2 separate regions of the Cyprinus carpio genome follow, and region 1 is linked to region 2. Evidence: chromatin contacts called from public Hi-C data. All regions are on one chromosome and are shown on one strand. The core of a region is the stretch at or near the end of the contact, and the rest is flanking DNA. Distances in the headings are between cores, read along the strand shown.

What was found. A called contact is a pair of places that touch in the nucleus more often than the background predicts.
Region 1: a Hi-C map of skeletal muscle shows a contact between it and region 2, with 3 times the contacts expected there. The contact joins the promoter of LOC109060123 here to the enhancer-like site in region 2. A contact is called at or near these places in 4 of 8 Hi-C or Micro-C datasets (liver and skeletal muscle).

What each region holds. Positions count from the first base shown.
Region 1 is chrB7:41,151,943-41,154,642 of ASM1834038v1, forward strand. It overlaps LOC109060123 (myozenin-2-like), which reads right to left and starts at 1,315. Exons shown (of 6, transcript XM_042728687.1): 1 at 1,184-1,315.
Region 2 is chrB7:41,089,685-41,092,384 of ASM1834038v1, forward strand. The region is part of intron 15 of LOC109056791 (inactive ubiquitin carboxyl-terminal hydrolase 53-like); the gene reads right to left. Among protein-coding and RNA genes, the nearest start is that of LOC109056791, 41 kb to the right of the region's middle. Within about 2 kb of position 1,422, at least 1 of the 8 cell types and tissues checked has an H3K27ac peak or open chromatin away from gene starts, as enhancers often do. A contact at or near this core is called in skeletal muscle, where this site is marked.

The DNA.
Region 1 (2,700 bases), core at 65-2,564, 62 kb after region 2:
GATATCATTAACTAAAACTTATAAAGTCACAAGATAATTGAGATAAGACTACAATACAATCAAATACAAAGATTAGATGAAAAAATTATAAAATGACTGAAACTAAAACTGAAATAAAAATAATGAAATATATATACAAATATAAAAAGCTGAATAAAACTATTGATAGATATTATAACAATATACAAATAATAATCACCAATTGCAAAGATGATAATGAACAAAGTTTTAAAAAGTACATTGATGATTATGATTTTATATATATATAGCAATGAGTGAATGCCATATGCATGTGCAGTACCGTGTTATTTACACTTCAAAGAATACTACTAGTTTTAATAATAATTTGTCAGAAGTACTTATTTTGATGTGTTGACTAACATATTAAAGCACATGTGAAGTACTGAACTTCATTTGTACATTTAGTTAATAGTTAATATAGGTAGTATATTTGAATCGGTTTAATATATTTAGTTAATATATTTAAATGCAACTTCATCATTACAAATGCATAATTACAAATATATGTAAATACATGACATCCAAGTTTCGATAGAAATTACATTAAATAAAGAATATTTTAGTTCACCGTAAATGCTTGTCAGTACATCCAGCAGTACTTTAACCATATTTCAAAGACAATAGAAGTAATTCTGAAATTATATATAAAGATGTACATAGTGAGTCAAAAAGCATTTTAAAAAGCAGCTAATTGCATTTATTATGAATGTAAAGTATAATATATGTTATTAACTAACATGCAGTTAAGTGTCTGAAATCATTACCTTCAGTTGTCACTTGAAATAAATAAAAAAAGTATAATAATTTTGTATTAAGTGATATTTAAAAAAATATATATAATAAAGTGCACTTCTTTAAAAAAAAAAAAAATCTATTATGGTATAGTGTAAACTATTTAGCATCTCCAGCATTTCAGTTCATTCTCACATTATATTTCATGTACCAAAAACACAAATCACATCAATATGTGAATTCAGCAGTGTGCAGATATTATATATGACCAGCATAATCAGTGCAGGCTAAAGCACTGTAGCTCCATCCGAGACCTTACCGCACTGCTTTGAGACAATACTGTACATCATTATGTATAAATGATGGCAGTCATCAGCGCTTTGAACACACTGCACACACACCCCAGGCGTCCCTGAGGCAGAGCTCTTACCTGCGCCGGGTCAGGCTGTGTGGAGAGGTCAGTTTGGATCTGTGCTGCTTTCCTCTCGGAACAGGACTGAGGGGCTCTGGCCAAGCGGAGGGGTGTCAGAGCAGTCTGTGTGCTTTCACTAGCATACAGTTATAAATAGCACTGATCATTACACACAAACAGACTTACGTTGACACTTTTTAGTGTGACGGAGACAGCAGGTGTCTGCTCAGGTTATTACTTCACTGTGTTTGTACAGTTCATTCATTCTTAGGTTTCTGTTCGGTCAACTAAGTTTTGGTTAATGTGGTTAGTGGCCTAATTTCTACTGTGAATGAGTGTAATATGATCTGTAGGATATATATAAAACACCTTACCCTGGCTTTTTCATGGCAACACATTGCACATACATTCCTTCCCTATAGTGAAAAAAATAAAATGCATTTGAAATACATTTATTTTGTGCCACATACAGTATAAGTATATTTGATTGTGCTAAAGTGGAACCATTGCACATTGTACTTTAAATATCTTGCATTTAAGGACCGATATTATTCAAAGATCATACAATCCTCATCAACATGACATTAAAACACATAGTCTTAAGTGAGATGTAAAGAAATATGTTAATGGATTTAAAGAATAATAAGTATAAATTCTTTTTATTTTAAATAAATGATATACACAAATATACTTTTTTTGTTGTTTACTAGGGTTATTTTATGTTAAAATATTTATATTTTTAAATATTATTATATTAATATTTATGTTTTAGAGAGAATATGCTATTGTGAAAAACAAGTATTCCTTTAAGAGTACTTTGGAAATAATATTAATATACTGCAAACCAAATGTATTGTTTTCAGACATTTAAATGGATGTTAATTGCAACTAAAAGAAAAACATTATAGTTTAAATTTATAATCAATGCAATTATTTGAACTTTAGATGAATTTAAGTATATCTTTATATGTCATTTCATAATTACATGTTACTTGTTGAAATATGGTTAAATTGTACAGCTGAATGACAAGCATTTATGGCAAACTACAATATACTTACATGATATATATACAGTACATATCATTTCTATTGAAACTTCTGTCATGTATTTATTTTAAAGGGGTCATATGATGCTGCTAAAAGGAACATTATTTTGTGCATTTGGTGTAATGAAATGTGTTTATGCGGTTTAAGGTTCAAAAAACACTTTTTCCACATAATGTACAATATTATTTCTCCTCTATGCCCCGCCTTCTGAAATGCGTCATTTTTTACAAAGCTCATCGGTCTGAAAGGCGAGGTGTGCTCTGATTGGCCAGCTATCCAGTGCGTTGTGATTGGCCAACTGTTTCAAGCGTCTAACGGAAATATTACGCCCCTCAACATATACTGTTATGGCGTGTCCCAGTCCGAACATCAGCATGATGAGACAAAAACAATAAAACCCAATATAAATGAGGCAGTTGTTGCATCCAGTGGGGACAGAATTACTGATTATAATGACTTATACTATCTTTTTACGCGTTGCGTTGCAT
Region 2 (2,700 bases), core at 172-2,671:
ATTGGAATAGTGGGGTTGTCTGTTCTTCTTTGTTTGTGGTGTGTGTGTGTGTGCGTGTGGTAGGGGGTGTGTGTGTGTGTGTGTGATTAGGGCGCCACACACACTGCCTGCTCCCTCCTTTCTGGTTATTTTTTTTCCCCAGGCCCGCATTAACAAGCTAATCCCTTTGGCATAGCATGCAATTAGAAAAAAAAAAAAAGAGAGATGTTATGAGAGGATTGGACTTTAGACCCCATTTTCTGGTTTTTCAAGCCTGTCGTGTTTAAGCTGCTAAGCCTCATGAGAAGAACCTCCATTTGATGGCCATGACTTGCAATATTAGATAACGTTGTTGCAATATTGATAAAAATAAATAAATAAAATAATGGCATAGCCAGAAGAAACCACCACACGGTGAGTCCCTCCACTGACGCAAGTTTAAGAGATTTTTTTTTTTTTCAGAAGGTTTAATCTACTACAAAGCAAATATTGTAAATTCACAATATCAACACAATCAGGTACATCATCTCTTTTCAAGAAGCTGCGTGATTTGAGACATCAACACAGTGTAATATTCTGGTTGAAAAATTAACATTTAGTACATCAGCTGGAGCCATATCATCAGTTTTATTTGAGCAGTTTTTATATATTATGGTATTTATTACATTTTGAATTAGCTTTTATTTTTATGTCATTATCAGAAAAATTATTTTTAGAACTGAACCCAAAACTAAAATCATTAAAAAAAAAAAGTTTCTTAAGTAAATAAATAAATTATTGAATAAAATATTTCATATTTTAACCAACTTTAAAAATAAAAATGTATAAAGACTATACAGACGTATGTTTTTTTAATTAAAATATAGGGAAATATATGATATATTATAATTCCTATATATATATATATATATATATATAAATAAAATAGTGTCTTATTGGTAAATTACTATTTTATTTTAAGTTTTGGTACATTTGATATTTGTTTGTCATTTTTGTAACTGTATATACACATTTTAATTACTGTTTTTGTCAGTTTAGTATTTCAACTTTCAGCCAAGGCATCATTTCTACTTTTCATTACAGTTTTTAACCTAATGCTTACATTTGATTTTTTCCAGCTTTATTTCAATTACGAAACAGAACTTTTTAATACAGTAACACTACATAAAATTGCACATTTGAAAATATAAATTAGATTATCTTGAGAATTTTGATTTGATTTTATTTTGTTTGTGATATTATTTATTTTTATGAATTGTAGTATTTATTTTTTATTCAATTAATGTTTAGTAATTTTTTAAAGAGACACGTGAAGAAATGAGCTCACAGACGGCTGTCACATGTGCAGACTGACGGGTCGCGAGTGTTCATCAACACGAGATCACTGCCACACACCTGCTCTCTACACGCCACTGAATGAATTAAGCCCAAAACAATGCAGATGGGCTTGAAGGCATAGCTGCTACTGTACATACAGTACATTATCTTATAAGGAGTGCAACATTATTTGTATTACAGCTGGATGAATCTTTTTCATTCACCTCTGAAAGGGAGGCAATTACTTGCCAAGTAATACATGCAGGACAGATATGCATCACATCTAGATCTGTTGACAAGCTGAAAATAGTTACTGATGTCTAAGAATAAATATTTTCCACAGTGCAACAGGATCTTGGAGAACGTCTCTTCATGCTTTTAATAACACGCTACAAACTCCCGACTACATTCATACTTTCACATTTACTGGGCCAAACACCAAAATAAGAAGGAAATATCAGCGTTTACAATATTCTGCTGCTGCTGTTCGGACAATTTCAATTTCAAGTGCAATTTCATTTTGGACTTGGTTCAGCGGTAAATAAAATGTGGCATCTTTTTATATCAGTTAGTTTTTCTTCCAATATTAAATTCGATTTTTCAGCTTTATTTTAATGACTGAAAATGAACATTTTAATACCGTAATTTAGTTATCAATAACCATACTGCATAAAATTGCACTTTTACTTTACTTTTTTTTTTGCACTTTTACTTGAAATAAAAATAGGTAATAATTCATTTATTAATTTAAAGTAAATAAATGGTAATATACATATTTAAAAAACTAAATTATTATATTAATAAATAAAAAAATAAAGTAAATAAATGGTAATATATATATTTAAAAAATAAAAATTATTATATTAATAAATAAAAAATTGAAGTAAATAAATGGTAATATACATATTTAAAAAAAATAATTATTATATTAATAAATTAAAAATTTAAGTAAATAAATGGTAATATACATATTTAAAAAAATAATTATTATATTAATAAATTAAAATTTAAAGTAAATAAATGGTAATATACATATTTTAAATAAATAAATAAACTAATAAATAAATAAGTAGGTAGGTAGAAATATGTTCAAACATGTTTTGTTTGTGTACAGACTGAAACACAAATGCCTTAAGGATGCAGACAAAGAACAGCGAGTCTGTTTAAATCCACAGAGACCAAACAGCAGCAGATCATCTGTCAGGGGTTTGTCTGTTCAACATTCAGAAACTCCTGCTGCTCTGACCTTTACCAGCATCTTACGGGACACACAGCACTGATAGTGAACAACACACTACAGAGACGATCAGACGGTTGAAAACACATCCTGCCAAACAGTGCTTTAAAAAGAAAGCCTCTGCAGTTCACTTCTGATCAAACAAGGGCAACGTTCATCTGCACTGT